Regions from separate parts of the Mus musculus genome. Here all the other regions are linked to region 1. A link is a contact called in public Hi-C and HiChIP or PLAC-seq data. All regions are on one chromosome and are shown on one strand. The core of a region is the stretch at or near the end of the contact, and the rest is flanking DNA. Distances in the headings are between cores, read along the strand shown. Region 1 holds the start of Myc (myelocytomatosis oncogene). Region 2 overlaps Gm41334 (a long non-coding RNA gene). Region 3 has its middle 34 kb from the start of Gm41334.

Evidence for each region. Hi-C and Micro-C count contacts between places; a contact is called where the count stands out from the background. HiChIP or PLAC-seq counts read pairs in DNA pulled down with a chosen protein or histone mark.
Region 2: a FOXA1 HiChIP or PLAC-seq map of pancreatic cancer cells shows a contact between it and region 1. The contact joins the enhancer-like site here to the promoter of Myc in region 1. A contact is called at or near these places in 2 of 39 promoter capture datasets (the 3T3-L1 cell line and cranial neural crest), 1 of 15 datasets of contacts at CTCF or cohesin (the NIH/3T3 cell line), 7 of 484 Hi-C or Micro-C datasets (the HL-1 cell line, the N1E-115 cell line, adipose-derived mesenchymal stem cells and 4 more), 12 of 115 datasets of contacts at active chromatin or transcription factors (the NIH/3T3 cell line, the SCID.adh cell line, SST interneurons and 8 more) and 4 of 9 other capture datasets (embryonic tail, embryonic trunk, macrophages and 1 more).
Region 3: a contact with region 1 is called in a Hi-C map of muscle stem cells, with 4 times the contacts expected there. The contact joins the enhancer-like site here to the promoter of Myc in region 1. A contact is called at or near these places in 2 of 39 promoter capture datasets (embryonic stem cells and hippocampal neurons), 1 of 15 datasets of contacts at CTCF or cohesin (large pre-B cells), 5 of 484 Hi-C or Micro-C datasets (the N1E-115 cell line, bone marrow-derived macrophages, embryonic fibroblasts and 1 more), 19 of 115 datasets of contacts at active chromatin or transcription factors (the NIH/3T3 cell line, the SCID.adh cell line, T-cell acute lymphoblastic leukemia and 15 more) and 1 of 9 other capture datasets (adipose tissue).

Annotation. Positions count from the first base shown.
Region 1 is chr15:61,984,021-61,986,727 of GRCm38.p6, forward strand. It overlaps Myc (myelocytomatosis oncogene), which reads left to right and starts at 1,321. Exons shown (of 3, transcript NM_001177352.1): 1 at 1,321-1,931.
Region 2 is chr15:63,065,188-63,067,894 of GRCm38.p6, forward strand. It overlaps Gm41334 (a long non-coding RNA gene), which reads right to left. Exons shown (of 3, transcript XR_875378.1): 3 at 2,313-2,434. Among named protein-coding and RNA genes, the nearest start is that of Gm41334, 4.2 kb to the right of the region's middle. RefSeq lists an enhancer at 515-2,424. Within about 2 kb of position 1,349, at least 43 of the 459 cell types and tissues checked have an H3K27ac peak or open chromatin away from gene starts, as enhancers often do. A contact at or near this core is called in the N1E-115 cell line, the NIH/3T3 cell line, the SCID.adh cell line and 2 more, where this site is marked.
Region 3 is chr15:63,035,097-63,037,803 of GRCm38.p6, forward strand. No RefSeq gene overlaps it. Among named protein-coding and RNA genes, the nearest start is that of Gm41334, 34 kb to the right of the region's middle. Within about 2 kb of position 1,340, at least 20 of the 459 cell types and tissues checked have an H3K27ac peak or open chromatin away from gene starts, as enhancers often do. A contact at or near this core is called in the SCID.adh cell line, muscle stem cells and neural progenitor cells, where this site is marked.

The sequences.
Region 1 (2,707 bases), core at 71-2,570:
AGGAAACTGGGAAATTAATGTATAAATTAAAATCAGCTTTTAATTAGCTTAACACACACATACGAAGGCAAAAATGTAACGTTACTTTGATCTGATCAGGGCCGACTTTTTTTTTTAAGTGCATAATTACGATTCCAGTAATAAAAGGGGAAAGCTTGGGTTTGTCCTGGGAGGAAGGGGTTAACGGTTTTCTTTATTCTAGGGTCTCTGCAGGCTCCCCAGATCTGGGTTGGCAATTCACTCCTCCCCCTTTCTGGGAAGTCCGGGTTTTCCCCAACCCCCCAATTCATGGCATATTCTCGCGTCTAGCGCCTTGATTTTCCCCACCCCAGCTCCTAAACCAGAGTCTGCTGCAAACTGGCTCCACAGGGGCAAAGAGGATTTGCCTCTTGTGAAAACCGACTGTGGCCCTGGAACTGTGTGGAGGTGTATGGGGTGTAGACCGGCAGAGACTCCTCCCGGAGGAGCCGGGTAGAGCGCACCCGCCGCCACTTTACTGGACTGCGCAGGGAGACCTACAGGGGAAAGAGCCGCCTCCACACCACCCGCCGGGTGGAAGTCCGAACCGGAGGTGCTGGAGTGTGTGTGTGGGGGGGGGGGGGAATCTGCCTTTTGGCAGCAAATTGGGGGGGGGGGTCGTTCTGGAAAGAATGTGCCCAGTCAACATAACTGTACGACCAAAGGCAAAATACACAATGCCTTCCCCGCGAGATGGAGTGGCTGTTTATCCCTAAGTGGCTCTCCAAGTATACGTGGCAGTGAGTTGCTGAGCAATTTTAATAAAATTCCAGACATCGTTTTTCCTGCATAGACCTCATCTGCGGTTGATCACCCTCTATCACTCCACACACTGAGCGGGGGCTCCTAGATAACTCATTCGTTCGTCCTTCCCCCTTTCTAAATTCTGTTTTCCCCAGCCTTAGAGAGACGCCTGGCCGCCCGGGACGTGCGTGACGCGGTCCAGGGTACATGGCGTATTGTGTGGAGCGAGGCAGCTGTTCCACCTGCGGTGACTGATATACGCAGGGCAAGAACACAGTTCAGCCGAGCGCTGCGCCCGAACAACCGTACAGAAAGGGAAAGGACTAGCGCGCGAGCAAGAGAAAATGGTCGGGCGCGCAGTTAATTCATGCTGCGCTATTACTGTTTACACCCCGGAGCCGGAGTACTGGGCTGCGGGGCTGAGGCTCCTCCTCCTCTTTCCCCGGCTCCCCACTAGCCCCCCTCCCGAGTTCCCAAAGCAGAGGGCGGGGAAGCGAGAGGAGGAAAAAAAAATAGAGAGAGGTGGGGAAGGGAGAAAGAGAGATTCTCTGGCTAATCCCCGCCCACCCGCCCTTTATATTCCGGGGGTCTGCGCGGCCGAGGACCCCTGGGCTGCGCTGCTCTCAGCTGCCGGGTCCGACTCGCCTCACTCAGCTCCCCTCCTGCCTCCTGAAGGGCAGGGCTTCGCCGACGCTTGGCGGGAAAAAGAAGGGAGGGGAGGGATCCTGAGTCGCAGTATAAAAGAAGCTTTTCGGGCGTTTTTTTCTGACTCGCTGTAGTAATTCCAGCGAGAGACAGAGGGAGTGAGCGGACGGTTGGAAGAGCCGTGTGTGCAGAGCCGCGCTCCGGGGCGACCTAAGAAGGCAGCTCTGGAGTGAGAGGGGCTTTGCCTCCGAGCCTGCCGCCCACTCTCCCCAACCCTGCGACTGACCCAACATCAGCGGCCGCAACCCTCGCCGCCGCTGGGAAACTTTGCCCATTGCAGCGGGCAGACACTTCTCACTGGAACTTACAATCTGCGAGCCAGGACAGGACTCCCCAGGCTCCGGGGAGGGAATTTTTGTCTATTTGGGGACAGTGTTCTCTGCCTCTGCCCGCGATCAGCTCTCCTGAAAAGAGCTCCTCGAGCTGTTTGAAGGCTGGATTTCCTTTGGGCGTTGGAAACCCCGGTAAGCACAGATCTGGTGGTCTTTCCCTGTGTTCTTTCTGCGTCTTGAATGTAGCGGCCGGTTAGGACAGTCTTTCTTCCATTCCTGTGCTTTTGACACTTTTCTCAAGAGTAGTTGGGGTAGGCTGGGGTAGATCTGAGTCGGGGTAGAGCGACTTGTCAAGATGACAGAGGAAAGGGGAAGGGAAAAACCGGGATGCATTTTGAAGCGGGGTTCCCGAGGTTACTATGGGCTGACGCTGACCCGGCCGGTTGGACATTCTTGCTTTGCTACATTAATTGATATGTGTCCTTTGAGGGGTCAAACCGGGAGGTCGCTTCGTGGTGGCCAAAGAAAGCCCTTGGAATCCTGAGGTCTTTGGAGAAGGGATTACCTTTTGCGTTTGGGAGCGAGAAGGCTCCGTAGCTTCTGACTTACCAGTCTCTGAGAGGGCATTTAAATTTCAGCTTGGTGCATTTCTGACAGCCTGGGACCGACACGGAGGTGCGTCCCGCCCGCCAATCCCCGGCGGCGATCGCAACCCGTCCCTGAGCCTTTTAAGAAGTTGCTATTTTGGCTTTAAAAATAGTGATCGTAGTAAAATTTAAGCCTGACCCCCGCGGCACTAGGACTTGATGTTGGGCTAGCGCAGTGAGGAGAAGCAAAATTGGGACAGGGATGTGACCGATTCGTTGACTTGGGGGAAACCAGAGGGAATCCTCACATTCCTACTTGGGATCCGCGGGTATCCCTCGCGCCCCTGAATTGCTAGGAAGACTGCGGTGAGTCGTGATCTG
Region 2 (2,707 bases), core at 99-2,598, 1.1 Mb after region 1:
GGGCCTCTCTTTCCAGTGATGGCTGACTAGGCCATCTTTTGAAACATATGCAGCTAGAGATGTCCTTTTTCTTCCTGAATGCGAAGCTTAGATTCTTAGTCAGTCATCCTACATTTGGCAGTTGAATAACCATTGGGACAATGTGTATGCTATGGTATCATCAGATCATTTGTTGAGGTTAATGGTAAGATAACTACAATAAACCAGTTCAGGAAGTATTTTAAATCCATAGATTCTGAACTGAAAATTTGAACTATATGAACATCATAAGGTTATTTGGGAAATTTAACATGAAGATCTGAATCTTTGGTTCTTGCTAATGTAGAATGATGGGAGTCAGTCCGTGGATGAGTCTTATGAAGATTTTTTTTTTTTTGGTTTTTCAAGACAGGGTTTCTCTGTATAGCCCTGGCTGTCCTGGAACTCACTTTGTAGACCAGGCTGACCTTGAACTCCGAAATCCGCCTGCCTTTGCCTCCAAAGTGCTGGGATTAAAGGCTTAAGCCACCACACTGGGCACGTTATGAGGATTTTAAGTGAGAGAATTTAAGGTGTAAGTTATAAGAAGCTACCATTTTTACTAGCAGTAAGTGTACTGTTACAAATAGGACCCAGGTAATAATCTCTGATATTCATGATTCTGACAAAAGCATTTCCAACAAGGTTTTGAGAAACTATATAGTATGTAGCAATACAGAAAACAGGAAAGTACTACATTTGTCATAGACAACTATTTCTTCCTCCTTAGCACTCCTCTCTCATTAGGATAAGAAGACATCCTGGGCAGGGTCAGCTAATAGCATTCTACATGAGGCCCTACTCTAAACCAAACTCACTGTCTTTGCTATCAGCAGCCGGCTCCCGATGTGTGTCAATTACAAAGAGAGCAGGGCTCCAAAGACCATGAAGCCCAAATGTGGTTACTGAGCAAACAGGGCTATTTGAAGTGCATTCCTTTCTGCTGAGCTTGGTGTCAGTAAAAAGGAACTCTCTTTTCCTATAGCAAGACCCTCATGTCCTAGTGAGGTTTCAGCCAAGAGTTGTGCAGTGTTGGCAGTGAGGGAGGGACTGGTGGCCACTTGAAATTCTCAAGTCCATGTCCCCAAACACTAGACAGAAAGGCCCTTATTTTTGGCTCCATGCCCTTCTCCAATTTCATTTCCACTGAAGAGTGGCCCAAGCTCTGTGATCTGTTCCATCAACACTGTGGCTAAAATTAAATTTCAGAGTCCTAGTGCAGAATGAGCTGAAGTCTTTTCTAAAGTGCATTCACCCCTGCTGTGTGAGTGTTCTTTACTAAGGAGATGTCAAGAGGGGAGTGTCCTCAACAGGATTTGTTTCTGGGAGAAAAGTAGGAGATTTACACAAGTTTCACTAGACTTTGAGGGGTTAGGAGATGACTAAGTCCTAACCTCAAGATACTTACTTTCTTTTGCAAAGTCTTAGATGTAGATCACAAATTCTACTATGAAGCAGGCAAAATTTCTTAACTGAATAACTAACACAATAACAACAGAGATTCCTATCTGACTCAGTTCTTGACCAGTAGCCCCTTTTATAGATATTGTCTTTCTTGACCTTTATAACATCCCTGTATTTTATGGGATCATGGTCCCTCCATTTGAAACCTGAACAAACACATGCTCAGAAAAACAAAAGCATATTAGTCAATTTAAATGAGTCCAGGATTGCTGTATGTCTTCTTGTCTCAAAATACTACACTGTTTCCTCAAGTAAAATGCTATTCTAGGACAGAGTCCGGAGAATTTTCATAGGGAGAGGTAGTGTTATATCAAATGGCCAGAATTAAAAACATAACATTTTGTGACTTTTTTCTCTATTCATCTGTCTACAAGCCAGATAGCATAGTAATTAGCAAAAGATTTGTTTTCCAAAGGAAGTTAACAACCCTTCCCTCTATCTCTACAAACAATTGTTGATAATGTACATAGTCATTTCTCGATCTCAAACAGTTGCCTAGTCCCTGTACTGCCTGTTACACAATTCAAGATAAGCCCTGTGTGGCAAATCATTGGAAAGCCCCTTCCATCTAGTCAGAAAATTCAGCCAAAGGTAAGCAAACAGTTTGGGAAGATTCCAGAATCCTGAAGTAAGCATGCGATTTAACAGTGCAAGTGCTCTTACACACCATTCAAGGGCCATGACTAACTTCCTGTAAGGCACTTACAAAGTCTCTTGCAAATGGAGGCAGTGGTATTTTGTGTCATTGTTTCTCCTGACTGAAAATAGCCTTTTATTCAGTAACATGCAAGAGGAAATAGATGATCTAGCACATACACTAGGAAATCCTGTGAGCTCCTCACTTATCGGTTTATTCTGTCTATTTTTGATCAATACACCTTACATATTTGGTGAGGAGGCAATGACTCCAAATAAGTGTGCTTATTGCTTGGTGATCTGCCACTCTTGAGGTCTGTAAGATACAGTAATTAGAACATCATTTAAGACGTTTATTTCCTCTTTTATATCAGAAAAATCTATGCTATATAATATGAAATAAAGATTCAATTACAGAGGTTTGAACTTGTGTCAGGGCTTAACCCATTGTCCTGTTCTTTGTTTGTTTGTTTTTATTTGTTTTTGTTGTTCTTAAATGTACATTTTCAATACCTCTACCACAAATATAATATAAAATACTATATTATTAGACACTTTTCTTGTTGCTGTGGCCAAAAGCAACCTTAAG
Region 3 (2,707 bases), core at 90-2,589, 1.1 Mb after region 1:
TACATAATTTAAAATAAAAATAAATTTAGAAACAAAGTGTAAGCTTTCAAACTTAATCCCACCTGGCTGCAAACTTGTGCCTAGTTTACATTTTAACACATCCTTTATTTGAGCATGGTCACTGTGAAAACAAACAATAACAAAAAATCATGTCCTCTTTTTCCCAACAAAACGTTAGACCCTTAAAATGGGAATTTCTGCTCACCCTCAAATATAAAGCTTTACATCTGATAAACTCATTTGTAGAAAAAAATTAGAGGTTTGTTAAAGGTTGCTTTGTGATCTCTCCTGAGAACATTCTATCAGATCTGCCTATCTGAAGATCCTACATTCCTCCCTGACTGAGCTGACCAGTATAGGCTGTAGTCCCATAGCAACTGTGCCTAAGTAGACTGGCCAGTTTAGGGCAGCATAGAGGGATGAGAAAGTTTATAATTCTTATCCTTTCAAATTGTATGCTCTAATCTTATTTTTAGTAGCAAGATTTTATCTTCTTCTGTTGTTGTTGCTGTTGTTGTTGTTGTTGTTGGTGGTGGTGGTGGTGGTGTGTTTGACCAGGTTGAAGATAGAAGGAAAAGAAAATACTATGTATAAAGTAAAGACTCCTGGAGTAAATTAAATGATTTAGAGAATTTATCCTCCAAATACATACAATGTTAATCTTTGAATTTTTTTTTTGAGCCAGTAAGGAGCTTATTTTTAAAACCCATGTCTCCCTTTCTAATTGGTTCAGATCAACAATCACTTCTACCTTGCAATTGCGCTGAGACAACTGAGAAAAGTATTAGTTTTTTAGATTGGCCAAGAGGTAACACTATTGACAACAATTTGGTCCCAGTTTAAAAAAAAATGCAATAGTTGCAGATTGTTTATTATGGAAGTATCATCTGAGATCAAAAGGGTTGTTGTTGTTGTTGCTGTTGGTTATTAGTTTGTTTTTCACTCATGGGGTCAATATTTAATCAACAATGGCCTGAATTTTGATCTATTTCTCTGTGCCATCAAAGCTGGGAACATAAAAAAGAAAGCATCAGGGATTGGATGAGGTGTCCCATGAAGCTACCATCACTCATTTTAATTTCCATGAAAAAGGCTGATTTCCTTTGAGCCCAACATAATTCCTTGTAGGGTCCATGAGCCTGAACAACTGTGCGTGAGCATGCCACTGCAGTCATCCATCTGGCCCAGAAGAAGATGAGGAGCAAGTGAAATTAGACTATGCCTCTCTGGTTTCCCCTAAGAGCTGCCAATGAATGAGAGCATCAGCTGCACCATATTGGGTGAGTCAAGCCTCTTTTCCTTCACTTAGCACTCTGCATGCAGCCTGCAAGGCACATCCTGTGAATAGGAATGACTCAGTCTTAACAGGTGTCCATTGGCCTTGCCAACCAACCGCCTGTTGCAATAGAGTGCTGCAGCGGCACATTCTCGGTAGCATACAAAAATTGATAAATAGCAGGCTTGTGCCTCCTCAAACAGGGAAGGGCTTGGGTCGGACGCAGGTGCAGAGACTAGATACGAATGCCTAAATGCACCCTGACAACCCCAGGAGGATGTCCTAGCAACTGGCATATCAGCAGCCTGTTGGTTTCCATTTGGTAGTTCTCTTCGATGAGATATTTGAGTTCACTAAGTCCTGTCAGTGAAACGAGTTACAGAATCACATCATGAATGTCCCAGGTTTTAACTTTGCAGGATGTTTTCAAATAGAGAAGCCTGTATTTATTAAACTGTGGGCAAAATTTTACGACACACAAGTGTTGGTGCTGAATATGCCATGTGGATAAGACGAAGCTCAGGGAGTGGGTTCTCAAAGCCACATCATTCCTTAGAGAAGAATCAGTGCAGAATCCAGGTTCATAACTTCCCTTCAGTATGCTTTTAATAATATTCTTTACTGCTAAAATATGGGTTAATATGAATTCCTTAGACCTTTTTAGGAACTCCTGACTGAAATGCTGAATTACCAGGTCTTTGAATTCTTAGAAGATAGTCTTTGTATTCTTGTATCTCTTGCCTTGCCTTTTTTTTTTAACTTCCATCTTACCACTTTTAAAGTTTAAAGTGTTTGTCCTTAGCATTGTAGTCAAGAAGGAAAAGTGATGTAAAAAAAAAAAAAGCACTTCTTTATCACGTGTGCATGTGTGTGTGTGTGTGTGTGTGTGTGTGTGTGTGTGTGTGTGTGTCTGTGTGTGTCTGTGTGTTGCCCTGGAAGTTATACACAGTCCTTCTTCTGTAGCACGTATTCACATAATCACATCTATCTATTGGGCAGACTTAGAATTTACTTCTCTGCACAGATAATGTTTGGGACTTTTATAATGGGAAGAGTTTGAAACACTAAGTTTCAGTAGATAAGTAGTGGTAGCATCCATCAATGTCTGTGCAGTATCTGTGAAATAAAATAGAAAATAAAATGCTACGAATCACAAATAAGAACTGATCATATAAAAAATTTTAAGAGCAAGTAAAAACAAAGTTTATTTTGCCTGAGTACTTTTAAGGGATGATGCTATGAAATGAGTCACATACACATTTTTATCCTAACATTCAAAAACCCAGTAAAAAAGTTATTATTTTCACAAAACTTTATAAGTTAAAAAGCTAAGATATAAGAAAATTGAGATCATTGCCTAATTTCTCCCATTAAAACAATACAGGTTGTGATTCATTTCAAAGTCATCAGAGCCCCTAATTCTACAGTGAT